Linked DNA regions of Oncorhynchus mykiss: region 1 is linked to region 2. A link is a contact called in public Hi-C data. All regions are on one chromosome and are shown on one strand. Each heading gives the region's core, a stretch centred on a gene start, on an enhancer-like site or on the middle of the called end of the contact. The rest is flanking DNA. Distances are from core to core; before and after follow the strand shown. Region 1 holds the start of LOC110529451 (ribonucleoside-diphosphate reductase subunit M2). Region 2 has its middle 3.2 kb from the start of LOC110529447.

Region 1 (4,778 bases), core at 1,191-3,690, 68 kb after region 2:
CTTAGTAAATACTAAATACTTTAAAGAGCTTCACCATACTAATAATATGAGTAATCAATGATTAAATGAATTCTATAGATATGGTCACGCTGAGAAAAGTGCTGTCCCTATGTGTAGTTTTACTAGCTTTCAATGTAGGCAATGGTCATTATGAGTCCCATTGTTTTTTTTTTCATAATAAAATACATGACTAATCTTGGTTGTATGGTCTATATTTTCTCAATAACATATGACCAAACGCTATTTCTCAATCTCACCCATAGAGATCCTATTAAATTCCTAATTCTAAGATCTCAGCAGTGTTGACAACAATATTACGTGTTGTTTCACAATCGCACTCGATCCCCTTTGATTTCGAATACCCGTCTCTCCACTCCACCCAGTAACAACGTTCCACTAATTAAATTGCAGTATTTTACAGCGCCAAGAGGGGCGCGACCAATTGGAGACGACCGTTCAGCTGAAACGATCAGAGGATTTTAACTGGCTAACACGGTACCCGCCCATTTGTTTTACAGAACGACAGTCCACGTAAGCGCTCCACTAAAATATAGGACAACAACGCCACTCAGTGAAAATAAAATAAAGTACAATTTCTGTGAGTAAAGATATATATTTTTTTTTTTCAGCTTTCCAGTTCGTAAGTTTATAGACACACACCATCATATCACACCTAAACGTAGCACTTTTTGTCAAGCTTTTGCAATATAATTCTAAATATATTACTATTTCATCCTGTACTTAATCATTTTTTCCTATTGGCAAAGTGACATAATGACCAAAAAGCTTAATCATATTTGCCCACGTTGAGTATGTTTTATTAATAAAATAACAAATAATTTGTAACCGTATGAATGATATATTGAATGAATTAGACAGGTTAGATAACTTGCAAAATAACCATTGTAAATACCACATCACCCACGCTGACCAGATGCGTCTGTGAGAGGACAAGGTAGCATTCACACGTTCCCTTTTGTTCATGCAGGATGGTTGGCCCACAGCCTTCTGCATAGGAGGTGACTGAGGTTAGGCAAACGGCAGATAGCCTAGCGGTTGGGCCAGTAACTGAAAGATCACTGGTTCAAATCCCTAGGAAATAAATATTATTTTCTACCCATGAGCAAGGCAGTTAACCCACAACTGCGCCAATGACATGGCCGTCGATTAATGTATTCCGTTGCGCCATTTATATATTACAATGGTTTTGTTTTAATTGTATCTCGCAAGCATCCGCATTGGGAAGTTTGTCACACAGCCAAACATTTATAATATTCCGTATAAACAGTGCCCATTATGTTCGGAGGAAATGGTTCATCCGTATATGGAGAGACAATGTAGATATGTATAGTAAAGAGTAGCACTGGTAAGGCAAATAACTACTCTTTGTCCTACTTTTCAGTGCAACCTTACCTCCGATGGGGCCAACTTCATTGTTTTGACCGTCTTTTGTCTCCTTTTGACTTTGTGTCCAGCAGCACGTAACAAAACAGTGGATTGTCATCACAAATTTGATTGGCCAAAATAAAAAAATACCAACATGACTTGAATCACACCAGAATAATGTAAAACTACTGTTTCATCCAGGTAGCATTATTTATTTCAAAATGGTATCATGCCCCTCTGCAACTACATTAAACAGCTTTAGCTAAAATGAAAGTAAGATTACGGTCCAGCCAATCCATACGAAATGTGTGATAGACATCCACAAATTAATACGAAATGCTCCGAGACCAGGTTGGCTAAATTGGTCTTTCTGCTTAAATATCAGGAAAATAGTAACTTGGGTATGAAAGTTGGCCTTTGTCTGTGTATAATGTAAACAAATATAGATATCGTGAGCCATTTAAACGTTAAACTACATTGTATTTGTTGAGTAGGATTAGCTAAACAAGCCAGCTGGCCACATCAACAGAATGGATTGCACCCGTAATAGCAGATAAACACAATTTGTTTGCAGGCCTTTTCTATAATGGCAACTTAACCACAGTTTCAAGCAAGTTATAAAATCCTTTTGACTGCAGTTACATTTTATACTGCTTGTTCGTCAAATAAATCCGTCGAATCTTGTTGACATTAGCTATTCATCCAGCTTGCTATAGTAGCTAAACTTGCTTAACCCCGTTGCATTTTTTCTACTCATTTCGAACTTTATATATGACATTATATTTGGTATTTCCAACGTTTTAACCCGTTGTTACAAAGTGTGCTAGCTCTATTGTCTCACATTCGCGCGCCTTTTTTTTGACATTGTGTAACTCCTTCCTTTCACGGTTTTATAACCATCAAAAAAAGCTTAGACTTTTCCCGCAATCGTTGAAGTGACACGTGAGAGAATTGCAATCTGATTGGCTCCGCCACACCGGAAATGAAAATACCGACCATTAACTTTGTTTCTATTGGCTGCTCGGATTCCACCGCCAGAATTTCAATAAATAGGGAACTCCAAACGTTGTAATGCAGTTGCGGCATTGATTTGTCAGGAGAACTCTATACGCTTGTTGTACTGCATATGTTTGTGAATACATAGGGAAACATTACATTTTATTTTCCCCCTGCAATTTTACAGAAATTTAATTTCTCCTGTTGTATCGCCTATCTGTCATTCAAAATGCTTACAACTCGCTCACCACTCTCTAAGAAGAACACCAATGCAATCACCACTCAAATGGACAACATTTCGCTGGTTGACAAAGAAAACACGGTACGTTTGAACTACGGACATAACGTTAACTTTATTTTAAGCAGTTTGTCAGTGAGTGTGACCTCAACTGGTTAGTTAACGTTCTGTCAAGTCTAATGGTCATGTCTGTCTCTAGCACATTATTTAATTGAATCTAAAGGAAGCAAGGTTCTAGTTAACTAGTTAAGTTAATGTGTCACGGAATCTCCTTTTTTAAATGTTTCCTCATGCAGCCTCCTAGCCTGAACACTACCCGGATTCTGGCCTCAAGAACCGCGCGCAAAATCTTTGCTGATGACTCTGAGGTGAGTGAACAATACTTTTGCTTAGTGTTCAAACAAGTTTATGAAAAGCGACAATTTTACAGTTTCATGAGTTATGTAATTAGCCTGGTAATTCGCTAGAAGTTGATCTTGAGGTAGTCATTTGGCGCCAAGTGTTTCTAATCCTAGCTAGTTGACGTTAAGCTGGTGAGCCATCAAGTCATGATTACAGTATGCGCCTAGCTATCTAAACGTAAGTATTCAAGCAATGTTTTAAATAGCTCCGCTTTTGCATGACTAGTTACACAAGTTGGCTGCTCGCTGTTCATAAGGCTAGCTAGTAGCCTTCCACTCAATCCATGTTACGACAGCCTTTGTCTTGGCGGGGTGTGACAAGATGGCGGAGTGAGTGGTCGCATTAAACTGAGATCCTGAAATTTAAATTGAATTCAAGCCCTAATTTGAGTTTGACGACGAACAGTTAAAAGTACTTGTTTGTAGTCTTTGAAACATTTTTTTTTATTAGTCTGGTGGTTTCCACTTAACGTTATACTTCAAGCAAGTTCAGCCAAGGCTAGCTAGTAACATTAGCCGAGGTGGAAATTTAACGAACAAGCTATTCGACTGAATGCCTTTGAGAGGACTAAAAAAAAAATACCCTCAATTGCAAACGTTTCCAAAACTACAGAGTTGAATGCAGCATGCATTAAAGGATCACTGATGTAAACCTGTTGAAGGAGAAAGTTGGTGCCCTGACAAGAGACGCGGGGGGTTTGCTGTCATTAACGGCCACAGGGTGGGGCTACGTGACTGACTGGTTAATGCTTTGAGTTGGCCTGCTTATACAGTAGGTTAATGCATCTTAATACCGTTTCAACTAGTGAGTTTATTCGCGTAATCGTTTATCTAAACACCGCATATAGGTGATATTGCATAGGGCCATGCTGTTTGTATTGGCGAATTTTGGATGTGAACATTAATCAAGGTAAGCACTAAATGTGTTTTGTTTCTCATTTGATGGCATACTAAGATCAGTTTCATTTTGTTTCAATATCGATATGTATGTGAAACCCTTTATTTTCAGAGATTTATTTTAAGTTTGAGCCCATTTGAAGATCTAAACTATTCATGTTATTACACGACTTAACCATTTATTTCCCTTTATGGTCGTCCCTGTTTATTCTAGACAAGACAACTCTTACTCGGATACTGTATTATGCAACATTTAAAGTCCAGTTTCGTAGTTTTTTTTCAAGAGACACATTCCCCAGATGCGACTTAAAATGTTGGACTTCGCAATGGGGTGAAAGTCTTGAGTTGAAAAACAAATATTCTACAGATAACATTATGGTTGGAGGTGACTGTTGCTCCTGATGACTGAATGAATTGGTATCCCACCAGGCATTCTGCCCATTGTTTTAACTTAAGACCTTTCTGCTCTGACATTCCGATATTTGGCGTTCTTAGAATCTAACTTCAAAACAACCTTGGTTTAACTCTACAACTAGTAACAGACGATTAAAATCTAGAATTGATTATTGGTTGGCATCTCAAATTTTATTGGTCACATACACATGGTTAGCAGATGTTGTTGCTGCCCAGTCGGAACTAGAAGCACAAACATTTCAAGACACCCAATAAACACATCTAAGGATTCTTACAATCTTACGAATCTTGTCAGTGAATGTAGTATTTCTTCAGCTTCTCTGACAGACTACTGTTACTTTTTTTTTTTTTTTGATAGTAACTATTTTCTAAAGCACACTGGGAATTTAACTATTTCCTTTTTAAAGAATGAGTTTTGTTTAGTCTAAAGCTCTTAACAGAGACCT
Region 2 (5,184 bases), core at 1,692-4,191:
CTTACGATAAGGGCTGTGGGATCTTAAGTGACCATAGAGAGTCAGGACACCCGTTTAACATCCCATTCGAAAGACGGCACCCTACGCAGGGCAATGTCCCCATCACTTCCCTGGGGTATTGGGATTTGATCTTAAGACCAGAGGGAAGAGTGCGTGTGAGCTTCAATGCCATACAACACTCCTTCCGTGGCCTCCAACTGCTTTTAAATGCTAATAAAACTAAATGCATGCTCTTCAACCGATTGCTGCCCGCACCCGCCTGCCCGACTAGCATCACTACTCTGGACGGTTCTAACTTAGAATATGTGGACAACTACAAATACCTAGGTGTCTGGTTAGACTGTAAATTCTCCTTCCAGATTCGCATTAAGCATCTCCAATCCAAAATTAAATCTAGAATCTGCTTCCTATTTCGCAACAAAGCCTCCTTCACTCATGCTGACAAACATACCCTTGTAAAACTGACAAACCTACCGATACTTGACTTTGGCGATGTCATTTACAAAATAGCTCCCAAAACTCTACTCAGCAACTGGATGTAGTCTATCACAGTGCCATCCGTTTTGTCACCAAAGCCCCATATACTACCCACCACTGCGACCTGTATGCTCTCGTTGGTTGGACCTCGCTACATATTCGTTGCCAAAACCCACTGGCTCCAGGTCATCTACAAGTCTTTGCTGGGTAAAGCCCCGCCTTAGCTCACTGGTCACCATAGCAACACCCACCCGTAGCACGCGCTGCAGCAGGTATAGTTCACTGGTCATCCCCAAAGCCAACACTTCCTTTGGCCGCCTTTCCTTCCAGTTCTCTGCTGCCAATGACTGGAACGAATTGCAAAAATCACTGAAGCTGGAGACATATCTCCCTCTCAACTTTAAGCATCAGCTGTCAGAGAAGCTTACCGATCACTGTACCTGTACACAGCTAATCTGTAAATAGCACACCCAACTACCTCATCTCCATATTGTTATTTATCTTATTGCTCTTTTGCACCCCAGTATCTCTACTTGCACATCATCATCTGCACATCTATCACTCCAGTGTTAATGCTAAATTGTAATTATTTCGCCTATATGGTATATTTATTGCCTACTCTTCTACATTTGCACACACTGTACATATATTTTTTATATTATACTATTGACTGTGCGTTTGTTTATGTGTAACTCTGTGTTGTTGTTGACTGTACGTTTGTTTTTGTGTAACTCTGTGTTGTTGTTTTTGCCGCACTGCTTTGCTTTATCTTGGCCAGGTTGCAGTTGTAAATGAGAACTTGTTCTCAACTGGCCTACCTGGTTAAATAAACAAATTAAAAAATGTAAAAGTGTGTGTATTGGCCCTCCAACATCACTTCCAGCAGAATCTGGTCTCCCATCCAGGGACCAACCAAGAGCAACCCTGTTTAGCTTCAGAGGCAAGCCAGCAGTGGGATGCAGGGTGGTATGCTGCTGGCTATATAGGGAATAGGGTGCCATTTGGGACGCAGACTCTGTGTCTGTAGAAACAGAACAAAGCACAAAAAAACACCCTCCAAATGTTGTTTTTTCAACTTTCTAGAATGTCATAGATACAGTATTAAGTATTCAGGGGCATATGGGTCCTATGTATAGACCTTGGCATGATTAAATGGAGTAAGAAGAATTCTAATTATCCTAAAAAGATAACGCTTCACTGAATGAATGTTTGACTCAAGCTAAACTCATGCTTACAAATGGATTTACCAAACAATGAATCTACCTACACACCCTCTCTTCATCTTTATTGCGGTTTACATGGTGCTAACTCCAAACCTGTCACACACACCACCACCAGAAATAGTTTATGACAAAAAATCAAGTAAAGCAGGGTAGATTACAGAGCTGAGGCGTGGGGTATGGACAAGGATAGCAATTACTGTAATGGATGACTCAGGTGATAGGTGAAAGATCTGTTTATGTGTCATTCAGCAAGGCACTTAACCATAATTGTATAAAACAGTCTGCTAAATGACTAAAAAGTACATTCTTACAAGCTACAACAGTACACTGGGCTCTCATTCTGCGCCAGTCAATGTTGCCCTCTATAGGGAAACATCAGACATTGGACTACAAGTGCAATCCACCTCAATGAGTACTGGCTAAAACACATTTCTGATATTGAATATCTGTAGCTTTATTCCTCTGTAGTTCAGATATAGCGTTGTCTATACAATACCTGTACAATACCTGTATAGACACCTGTCTATACAATTTCGAAATAAAAACATTTATGTTAAAAACCTTTTGGCAATAAATTGTATGCTTGTGTTGCACACTAAAATAATGTTGTTTCCTGACGGATGGATTTATTGGTAACACACACAGGAAGTTCCTGTTCTACAACAACAAACCGATGTGTTAATTTCTGAAGTGAAACAAACTAAAGTGTGTGAAAATGGACGAGGAATAAACGGTAGGTTATACAGTATAACTTCTTATAGAATTTTCACCACTTTTAGATTCGCCAGAAAATATATATTATCTTGTTGTGTCTAACCTTGCCGTTACAGCCCAACTGGCCGCATGTTTTTTAAGCCTCTCTGCCACAGGTGTGATTGAACGTTTTAATAATTGCATGCAAAACAACGCTTTTCAAACGCAGATTTTTCACTGGGCTCTTGCCCATTTATTAGCAGCGAATATGAAGCTAACCCATAAGCCGACAGATGGCGATTTTGAGTCATTTCATTTTACCATCCAAATATATGGACCGGTTTGTACATAAAACATTCAATTCAAACTGCAAAGGCGAAAAAACAGGAAAATATGCATACATTCTTTATGAAACAACATTTTCCACCACCATGAATGTTTTTTTGTACGAACCGGACCACGGGGAATAGGCGTGTATAGCCGACTACATGGATTCCCTTTGGACGGTAAAATGAGACGACTCTCTCCATCTGCCGGTCTTTGGGCTAAAACAAAACTTAAGAATTCAATGGCAGATTTGACCATGTGTCGCATAGGGACTGAATATTATTTATAATGAGGGATACCTGCAGACAATCGGATCTCTGAAATGAATGTTCCTCCCAAATGTAACATATTTGTACCCGACCCTCTCCCATACCCAAAATAAGAATTAAAACAAAGTGGATTGCACAAAACATATCTACCGTTTACACTCACTCCTAGGACCAATAAAAGTTTTAGAAACTGTTCTTTGCCATGCAATGCTTACAAAATGAAGTAGCCAGAAGGTTAGCACTGCCTGAATCAATCAACTTATTTTTGCCGGTCCTTGAAAAAAATGCATTTTTATAAATGCATGTCATGCAATTCTAGGTCCTTTTACATGACTGGAGACGAGCAGAAACTTTTAGAATACCACAAAGCATGACAACGAATGAGCACATGCTGCAGCACCAGAGACGTTTTGATTTATTTTTCAGGCTATTGTTAAAAAAGAAGAGAGACAACTTTAGCACTGTTCCAAACGTAGACTATCAAATGTAAAAGTTGAGCACAACAGAACCAGTTACAACTTAAGTATCATCAATGAATTAGAGAAATAGCCATTCATTGTTTCACACGGCAGCCACATATCATCAGGTACAGTGCATTCTGACATTCAGACCCCTTGACTTTTTCCACATTTTGTTACATTACAGCCTTATTCTAAAATGTATTTAAAAAATAATAATAATGCTCAATCTACACAACACCACATAATGTCAAAGAGAAAAACAGTTTTTTTTTAGAAATTTGGATACCTTATTATTTACATAAGTATTCAGACCCTTTGCTATAAGACTAAAAATTGAGCTCAGATGCATCCTGTTTCCATTGATCATCCTTGAGCTGTTTCTACAACTTGATTGGAGTCAACCTGTAGTAAATTCAATTGATTGGACATGATCTGTAAAGGCACACACCTGTCTATATAAGGTCCCACACTTGACAGTGCATGTCAGAGCAAAAACCGAGCCACGAGGTCGAAGGAATTGTCCATAGAGCTCAGGATGTGGTCGAGGCAGAGATCTGGGGAGCGGTACAAAAAATGTCTGCGGCATTGAAGGTCCTCAAGAACACAGTAGCCTCCATCATTCTTAAATGGAAGAAGTTCGGAACCAACAACACTCTTCCTAGAGCTGGCCGCCCGGCCAAACTGAGCAATTGGGGTAGAAGGACCATGGTCAGGGAGGTGACCAAGAACCCGATGGTCACTCTGACAGAGCTCTGGAGTTCCTCTATGGAGATGGGAGAACCTTCCAGAAGGACATCCATCTCTGCAGCACACTGCCAAATCAAGCCTTTATGGTAGTGGCAAGACAGAAGCCTCTCCTCAGTAAAATGCACATGACAGCCCGCTTGGTGTTTGCCAAAAGGCACCTAAAGGACTCTCAGGCCATGAAAAACAAGATTCTCTGGTCAGATGAAACCAAAATGTAACTCTTTGGCCTGAATGCCAAGCATCACGTCTGGAGGAAACTTGGCACGATCCCCACGGTGAAGCAAGGTGATGGCAGCATCATGCTGTGGGGATGTTTTTCAGACGCAGGGACTGGGAGGTTTGAGGGAAAGATGAGCGGAGCAGAGTACAGCGAGATCCTTGATGAGACCCTGCTCCAGAGCGCTCAGGACCTCAGATTGGGCGACGGTTCCCCTTCCAACTTGACAACGACCCAAGGCACACAGCCAAGACAATGCAGGAGTGGCTTCGGGACAATTCTCTGAATGTCCTTGAGTGGGCCAGCCAGAGCCTGGACTTGAACCCGATCTAACATCTCTGGAGAGACCTGAAAATAGCTGTGCAACGACGCTCCCCATCTCACCTGAATGAGCTTGAGCGCGGATCTGCAAGGAAGAAGCTCCCCAAATACAGGCGTGCCAAGCTTGTAGTGTCATACCCAAGAATACTCATGGCTCTAATCACTGCCAAAGGTGCTTCAACAAAGTACTGAGTACAGGGGTCTGAATACTTATGTAAATGTCATATCTGTTTTTGTTTTGTTTTTTTACTTTGCAAAAATATCTAAACCTGTTTTTGCTTTGGCATTATGGGGTATTGTGTGTAGATTGAGGGGGGGTGGCGATGACGATTTAATACATTTTAGAATAAGGCTGCAACATTTTTTGGGGGGAAAAGTCAAGGGGTCTGAATACTTTCCAAATGCACAGTATACACTTGTAATGCACTGTTTGGCCCTGTCCGGGGGTA

Evidence for each region. A called contact is a pair of places that touch in the nucleus more often than the background predicts.
Region 1: a contact with region 2 is called in a Hi-C map of liver, with 4 times the contacts expected there. The contact joins the promoter of LOC110529451 here to the enhancer-like site in region 2. A contact is called at or near these places in 2 of 3 Hi-C or Micro-C datasets (blood and liver).

What each region holds. Positions count from the first base shown.
Region 1 is chr8:14,695,927-14,700,704 of USDA_OmykA_1.1, forward strand. LOC110529451 (ribonucleoside-diphosphate reductase subunit M2) reads left to right here and starts at 2,441. Exons shown (of 10, transcript XM_021611622.2): 1 at 2,441-2,704; 2 at 2,917-2,988. The coding sequence starts at 2,612. LOC110529450 (Krueppel-like factor 11) reads left to right here. Exons shown (of 3, transcript XM_036984833.1): 3 at 1-195.
Region 2 is chr8:14,627,835-14,633,018 of USDA_OmykA_1.1, forward strand. No RefSeq gene overlaps it. Among protein-coding and RNA genes, the nearest start is that of LOC110529447, 3.2 kb to the right of the region's middle. Within about 2 kb of position 2,942, at least 7 of the 11 cell types and tissues checked have an H3K27ac peak or open chromatin away from gene starts, as enhancers often do. A contact at or near this core is called in liver, where this site is marked.